Regions from separate parts of the Capsicum annuum genome. Here region 1 is linked to region 2. A link is a contact called in public Hi-C data. All regions are on one chromosome and are shown on one strand. The core of a region is the stretch at or near the end of the contact, and the rest is flanking DNA. Distances in the headings are between cores, read along the strand shown.

Region 1 (4,060 bases), core at 1,536-4,035, 76 kb before region 2:
GTTGCCTGAATTTGTGAAGGGAAACATTTTAGTAGTGCTTCCTCAGGTTTATTCAAGAAACACTCCCATTCTTCATCTGTTGGATCCTCAGTTGGCATTTTTGACCTTGCAATTGTTGGCCTATTTGGAAAGTAACCTACATATGCAATAGAATAGTTAATATTTCAAGAACTGAGGAGGTCACAGGTTCAAGCCGTAGAAACAGTTTCAGAAATGCAGTGTAAGATTGCATACAACAGACCCTAACAGTTCGGCCCTTCCCCAGATCCCGCATATAGTGAGAGCTTAATTTAATGCACCGGATTACCCTTTTAATTGAGGACACATATTTATGTATATTTTGTGTAAATACCAACTCGGTGCATGAAGCGTCTCATGTTCACGCAGGGTTTGGGAAGGTTCATACTCAAGGGGTGTGATATAGCTGAGCAGTGTATCCTGGCACAAACATCAATGACTAGTTTCCAACTCGGACACGCGATCCACAAAAATAACTTTATTGTTACTCCGAATTTCCTCTTTATTAACTTATATACGTTGACAGTATTAAAAAATTGAAAATTAGAGTAAAGTAAAAAAGGTGAGTGTACCTGCATAGCTGTATTGACCAAAGTTAACAGCTGCATGGTGTCCAGAAGTTACCCAAACTATTGTTGTGATAATACCAATTAAGTCATTTGGAGTTTTCAACTCTGGCCACCATGGCTCATCTTTCTTGTCAGCATGACCAACATTTTTTATCTCTGACCACCAAGCTTGAAGTTCTATATCAGATTCAACAAGATTTGTTTGTGGATAATAGTGGTTGACATAAGCTGTTACCCATTGTTTAAGTGTGTCCCAAAGTACTAAACCATCATTAGCAAAAGGGTAATCTTCTATTGTGAGCTTCAATCCATGTGGTTCATTTGGATCCTCCACAGCCAATCCCCTGTAAATTTTGCACAAAATAACATGTTAGTGGAAGGTCCTAACCCTTTTCATCATATAAATATTATATATATAGTAGATTCTCATCGCATGAGTTGCACGTGTTGTACATGTCAATAACGTGAGATTTGCGATGTAGGACGTGTGTGTATACTTGTTCAATTGTGTGATACTTTAAGTGCCTACTTGTACATCCAAAGTTGGAAGGCATAGATACCAACTAAGGCCAAGTTAAAGGAGACGTTTATGATTATGCCATTAGGAAAGGATTAGTGAACTCAAAAATAGAACTTCACAAAGGATTAGCGACCATGGAAGGGGAGCCTTGGAGTAACTGATAAAATTGTTGCCATGTGACCAGGAGGTCACGGGTTCAAGCGTTTGAAACAGCATCTAGCACGGTAAGGCTGCGTATAATTAATGCACCCTTATGGTGGGGCCCTTCCCCACACCCTGTCTATAGCTGGAGCTTTAGTGCACCAGGCTGCCTTTTTTGAAAGGATTAGTGACCATCAAACTTTGCGGTGGGATGGTAAATATTCGAGGTCTCAAGTTCAACCCCTCCGAATGGAGTCACCTTTGGTTATGAGCATTTTACCTACAAAATAGGATTTTCTAACTCAACTTCGGATTAGTCGGACCCCAATGCGAGCCCTAACCATCAAATGGGATCCACAAATAGTATAAACAAGACTAATGATCACAAAAAGTTGTGGTAGAGTGCTTAACATTTCTCCATCTATAACCACAGGTCTCGAGTTCGACCCCAATGAATCGACTCGCCTTTGGTTGGGAGCGCTTTACTCCTAAAGAGGGATTCTTTTAATGTGAATGCAGACTAGTCGAGTTCTAAAACAGATACCAGACACCAAATCGAAAACAAAAAACAGAAGATTAGTGAATTATTTACCTGCTAATAAGGTTTGCTGGGAGTGCTTCTTGATCAAATCTCCATTCAAGACCATAGGCAACAGCACTCAACTCCAATGCATACTTGCCAGGGAAAAATGAACTCTCAATGATACCATTGGCATTTATAAGTGCTTCTCTAGCCAAGGCATTTATCTCCATTGTATATCTGAAATGAGGATGCAATAATCTGTATATTGGGTGCATTGCACTTAGTTGCCTATTTGTTGCTATGATGTATGGCTCTGTACAACAATGAGTTCTTAGCCTGCAAAATTTTGGAGAACAAAATGAGCAATATGTTATACACCAGCATCAGAGTTACCTTGTTTTATTTTCAAGATTTCTAACAGCTTGCAAAAGAAGACGTAAATGTAAATATCTTTTAGGTGACCTGATAATGTAGCAATGACTAACAAAGAGTTTATATTATTATATACACCGTCAACGTAAGGAAATTTTATACTATCAAGTCACCTTTCCTTAGGTAACCTATCTTATTTTCAAGACTACGAACTTATATGTAACTAATATCTTTTAGGGACCTGACACTACTAGAACTAGAGGGTTTTCCCACCGAGCCCGTTCACTGGAAAAACACATGGTGGGAATGAGATTTTTTTCACACTGATTCAATCATAATATATATGCGGGAACAGCACGCCACTGAACATTTACCAATGGGAAAAAAGTGATGTTTTAGTAGTGTAATAATGTAAAAATTCTTTACACTATCATCATATCAAGTCACTTTTACTTGTTTTAGTTTCAAGATTATAAATCTGACGTCATAAGAAGAAATATCTTTTAGGTGACCTGATAACGTACCAGTGACTAATTAGTTGGTGATAGCCTGAGTCTTGAGCAAGAACATGAGCTTTAGCCAATTTCCATAGCCAAGCACCAGTGGCATGCCAAGTTGGGCAATAAACGCGCTTCCATTGCGGCTTACCATCTACTGGTGGCCTAATTAGCTCAATGGCCAATGGTCTCAATGTTCCATCAGGTGTCAAGAAGAACAAAGTTCTTGATCCATAGAGTACTGTTCCTTTGAGTTCATTCACTTTGTTTACATATGGCATCAACAAATCATGATAATCTAGTATGAACAACTTCTTTTGTGCAACTGCCTGCATTGACGTTGGGTATGTGTAACTCAATAAAATGATCATAAGGAAACACTTAAACCATAAGGGGCCATCTTTTGAATTTTTAACCCCCCTTAACAAAATCTTTAAACAAAATGACACGTGTTGCCCATCGGGAACAATTTTGGTTATAATGTTGTGACATAGAGATAGTGCAATGTGTTGCCTATTTTATATTGACATGTGAGCAATTGAGCTAACACATGTAACTTTTGCCAACATTATAAGACCACCTCTTATCGAAGTCATTCATGTTATCGTCTGCCAATATACAAACCAAAATAAATGTATTTTTCTCATAATTGAAATAAAAATACATAAGAATAATGTGTTTATATATACCTCTTCAACAGTCATAAATCCTGCAATTTCTAGTTCAATTAGCTCTTTTGTAATTGCTGATTCAGGAGGTCCATACACCTCAGGGTCTAGCTTGCTCTTCAATGGCCATTCCTGTATTTTCATAAATATTTTAGCTCAAAATATTTCAACCATTAAATTGATATTTTTTACCCAAAATGTATATAAATCGACCTAATTCACGAGCAATTTTTCTAAAACAAAAAAAGAAACTAGAAATTAATGACTTAGAGTACAGAAATCGAGATGACAATCTGGTACAAGTACAAGCGTCTTGAATAAATATAAAATTATTGTTATGTATAGATAGTGGTTGTTATCACCTCATAATGAAAATTATGATTCCGTCAGTAAATACATATCCTCACAGAATCTTATACTCGTGGTATGTATATATATCAATAGAATTAAAGAGAGTATATGACATACCGTAACCAATCGTATACTATATGGATTCAAACCAGCTAAAGTTTGACGAGCAAATTCCACATCTCTAAACCAAGAAAATTTGTCCCCTGCCATAAATATACATAAAAAAAAACATATATATAAATATTAATTTTTACATGAAATTTTGTAATTAACGATCAAAATATATAATATAATTTTACTAAAGTGATTCCAACTTACTAATCTGTATATTTATTAAGAAAATCTATGAATCATCAAAATATTATGTATTTTTGGAGGATCGTGATCCTTACTAATTTAAC
Region 2 (4,505 bases), core at 813-3,312:
ACATTTTGATGATTGAAATGACTTCTCTAGTTTCCACCCTATTGCTGTTTTTTTTTTTTTTTTTTTTTACTTAATCATTCCCTATTCAAATATATTGATTTAAATAATTTAAATTTGTGCACGATAAAAAAGGAGGAATTTTACGCTAAGAAATGGCTCGAGTGTACTAATTATGCATTTGGTATACATTGTTATAAATGGAGTATACACTTACAACGGCTACAAATTAAAGTACCAAGACTAGGCGTGTGTAAAATTTTTGAAAAAATAACATAAACATACACCTTATCTTATCATATTTACATAAATTTCCACCCTGACAAAGTAATTACAAAAATCACAACTAATTATGTTTCTTCATTAGATATATCGGGGTCTAATTATGTATCTTGACAGACAAATCAGAAAAAATGTATCAAGAGCAAATTATGTATCTTTACAAAGGAAAAAATGTATCTTTGTTGAATGTATTATATATCTCGGTAGATCCAAAATTGAAAAAAATTGTATTGGGGGCTAGTTATTGATCTTTATAAAGGAAAAAATGTATATTCGTTGGATGTATCGGGAGCAAATTATGTATCTCGACAAATCCAAAATCAAAACTTTTCAATAATTATGCAAAATGTGGGGATTATCTGTAATTAAGTTACAAACTGTCGAGATTTATATGCATTTTCTCAAAACTTTTAGGCACCCCCCACCCCACCACACCCCAAAACTATAAACCTCCTAAATGTATACATTAAGTATGCAGTCGTCCAATCACTCGACTCTAAAGTATTTTGTAAGTTTTTCAATTAAGCATATACTCACCAAAAAGTAATAATTTTCAATTTCCTATAGTACATATGAAAATTACTATTCTTTAGCCAATATTGCTGATGTCAAATCAAATTCTAACAAGTCAGTAACACTTTTCTAGTAGGAAATTGCTTGAGGTGTCCCCTTACAGGAGTACTCGTAGGGTTAGCAAATGAGCAGATCAGGTCAAAATGGATTAAGTTAATTATTAGATCATAATTTAACCCACCCAAAGGTTTCCCGGGTCAAAATGAGTTAGAATCAAGATGAATTATGTAAAGGGATAACTCAATCCTCCCAAATTAACCCAAATTTGCATTTTATATATCAACCTACTCATAAATTAGAAGTTAAAACAAAACATTTTGTATATTGTCATAATGGAGTTAATGGAAAAATCAAGAACCCTAATGTATGCTACTTAGCAAGTTGCAAGTAAAGAATGAGTACTAACAACCTCTACCTATCTATAGATAAAGAATTTATCAATATCATAATCACAACAATATTCACTAAACTATGCATGTATACAAGTGATTAAAAATGTATACAATAATTATCCCTAGATCAATATAAACAAGTAGAAAACAATAGCAAATTTGTTATACACAAGTGATCAACAAGGCATACTATAAGTCATTGGTTCTCGAGCCATGAAATCAGCTATTGATGCTTGCATCAGTGTAGGCTACCAATAACATTACACCCCGGGAAGCGACATTTCCTCTGGAGTTGCACGAATGCAGGATGCTTCGTGCTTTGGATTGATGAAATTCTCTCTTAGACCGCGTCTACAAGAGAATTTTCAGTCCTATAAGGATTTGGGCATGGAGGACTAGGAACTTCAACAATTTCTTCAAGCATTAGCACTACTTTTTTCATAGTAGGTCTCAATGAAGAATCTTCTTGAATGCACCAAATAGCTACCATTAGAAATTTTTCTAATTTTTTTCTATCACTAATTGCATCAGAATCATTTTCAACAAGTTCATATATTGTACCTTCTTGGTAACAATCATAAGCCCAATAAGTCAAAATTGCTCTCTCTTCACCAACATCAAAGTCCACATTTCTCCTACAACAAATGATTTCTAGTAGCAAAACACCAAAGCTATACACATCTGCTTTCACTGTGATTGGCATGTTTCGAAACCATTCTGGTGCAACGTACCCTTTCGTTCCTCTTATCGCTGTTTGAGTCTCGGTTTGATCCATCCTCAACAACTTTGCTAGTCCAAAATCCGATATTCTTGGATCATAATGATCATCAAGAAGAATGTTTTGTGGTTTTATGTCGCAATGAATGATCTGTGTGCTGCACTCGTCGTGCAAGTACAATAGCCCTCTTGCTATCCCGAGTGCCACTTGAGTCCTTTGGTTCCATGTCAATTTTAGATCACCAAAGAGAAAATTTGATAATGAACCATTGTTCATGAACTCATAGGCAAGCAACCTATGAGGACCTTCATCACAAAATCCGATTAAACGGACTAGATTCTTGTGATGTGTTTGGCCTATCACATTCACCTCGGTCTTGAATTCCTTATCTCCGTCTTGGACTATCCGATCCAACTTCTTGACAGCTACCGGAATAGGACTGCCTATCTCGACAACACCTTTGTAGACTATCCCAAATGCCCCTCTTCCAAGTTCTTCCTTGAATCCTTCTGTGGCTTTTGACATATCTTTGTATGAAAAGTACCTCAATGTTTGATCCATGGTACTTCCATTTCGATCAAACGTTGAGATTTTGTTACGATAAATGAGAAAAAAAACAAGAGAAAGTACTACTAGAAGTAGGCAATTAACAAAAACAGAACTACCTAAGAACACTGATATAATAATGATGATAGTTTCTTGATTCTTGTTTGGCTTTGAAGTATTAGGATCTTCTAAAGCAATGTTACCTTTCCTTCTTTTGATGAATGCTTTAGAATTCACTCTATTATCCACTCTACCATTTGAAAGGGGCAACTTCTTCTTCCAACAACTATTTTCTCGAAAAATCGAAACAGCACACATACAATCATTCAAACATGCTGTCTTACATTTTTCTTCATCGAAAGGCTGAAGTTGCTCGTAATCACTTGTAGGCCAATCGATGTTCGTCATAGTTTCCATCTCAACCTGATCATTTCTTGCATTATCTTGATTGTCACCACACTCCTGCACGAAATCCGGTATGCAACCTTTGTAATCATCCTCTGGATCGACTAGTGAAAACCCTCGCGGACACTGACAATCCGGTCTTTTGTCGATACTTAGTCTGCAAATTCTGTTAAATCCACATACACCAGTACCTTTTTGAGTAGGAAAACTATAGCAAATATTATCAGGAACTGACCATACAGTAGACCAAACATCAGTACTTTTAGGCTCTTTCGGGTGCTGATAGAGAGTAAATACGCCATCAAAATTGAGCGTGGCACGATGATAGAACCGTGTTGATGGTCCAATATCACCCTTTGATAGAACAACCTCTTTGCTGTTGTTCACCAAGTGGAAAATTTGGCCTGATTCATTGAACTTCAACTGATAATTCGTTGCATTCAACTGATCGAAGCTACGAATCAAGAAAAAGTTCTCATTGATATATTCACTAGGCAAGTTCACAGTAGCAATTCCAATATTCCCATTTTTAAACATCCTGAGCAAGAATCTACCCCTCGAAAAGTTAGTCTCTGATCGACGAGATGAAATCTTGAATCCTTCTGCAAATGCTTGAGTTGGCAAGATTGTATCTGTACTTTGATTGAAACTTTCCCATAAACTTTCAGAATCTTTGTTAACAACCACGAAATTACCGGTATCTTTCATAGAACCATAAGCAACAACACCAATCAAAGGATCAGAAATCAAAGTCTCATCTTGCTGTGGACTAGTAAGGACTAATCCACGATCAGCAAGTAGCTCGATTCTTGATCCTTTAGGACATGGATTATCACCATTTGCATACCAAACTATAGTTTTTTCTGGTATTTTGTTGTACCATATTGACACTAGGAATTGATCTTCATTACCTAGTTGTTGGAATCCAAATGCAAAATCTCCATTAGGAGAAATCCATGGAGATGTTTTATCATCACCAGCAATGAGTGATGATCCAATTTTCACATCATTTTTGGTTTGTGACGATGCAAAATTTGGAATATGAATCAACAAGTTGAGTAGGAGAAAAAGTAACAAACTCACTTTGATCATTATTTTTGTTTTTTTTGGGATTTCACAAGTACAATAACATGGAAATGTAACCACCTTAAATAGTCGATAAGCTTGTTTCAGCACTTCTATCCAATTACGCGATTACTTATAAAGTCTATTTGACCAGCTTATAAAGCTTAATCAAAATACCTCATAGTCTTTTAACAAAAGAAAATTGGGGTTTGTTATTGAAGTCACAAGTGGAATTCAAGAATTGGAGAGTCAATACTTTTACACTATTAAATGATTGATGGCTTTGAATATTATGAACCAAAATCTTGATTGACAACATAGGACTTTCCAATCTACAAGGAACTTTTAATTAAGAGAAAACTTTTTGTTACAAAAATCATGGCCATCCACTTGTTAAATGGTTCTTTTTTAGAAAATAGAAAATCTTATGAGAAAGTGTGAGACCACATTCTCAATAAATAAGTTATTACAAACATAAAACAGACAGTCTGATATTTTATCTGTAGGCTGAGAAATATATGAGCAAC

What was found. Hi-C and Micro-C count contacts between places; a contact is called where the count stands out from the background.
Region 1: a contact with region 2 is called in a Hi-C map of leaf, with 2.8 times the contacts expected there. The contact joins two enhancer-like sites. A contact is called at or near these places in 2 of 5 Hi-C or Micro-C datasets (leaf and placenta).

What each region holds. Positions count from the first base shown.
Region 1 is chr1:203,531,731-203,535,790 of UCD10Xv1.1, reverse strand. It overlaps LOC107874197 (linoleate 13S-lipoxygenase 2-1, chloroplastic), which reads right to left. Exons shown (of 10, transcript NM_001325046.1): 5 at 3,777-3,862; 6 at 3,330-3,440; 7 at 2,668-2,969; 8 at 1,841-2,107; 9 at 591-931; 10 at 1-136. Among protein-coding and RNA genes, the nearest start is that of LOC107874197, 11 kb to the right of the region's middle. Within about 2 kb of position 2,785, at least 1 of the 5 cell types and tissues checked has an H3K27ac peak or open chromatin away from gene starts, as enhancers often do. A contact at or near this core is called in leaf, where this site is marked.
Region 2 is chr1:203,454,703-203,459,207 of UCD10Xv1.1, reverse strand. LOC107874211 (G-type lectin S-receptor-like serine/threonine-protein kinase LECRK2) reads right to left here. Exons shown (of 1, transcript XM_016721060.2): 1 at 232-4,505. The coding sequence starts at 4,005. The coding sequence ends at 1,585. Among protein-coding and RNA genes, the nearest start is that of LOC107874211, 4.9 kb to the right of the region's middle. Within about 2 kb of position 2,062, at least 3 of the 5 cell types and tissues checked have an H3K27ac peak or open chromatin away from gene starts, as enhancers often do. A contact at or near this core is called in leaf, where this site is marked.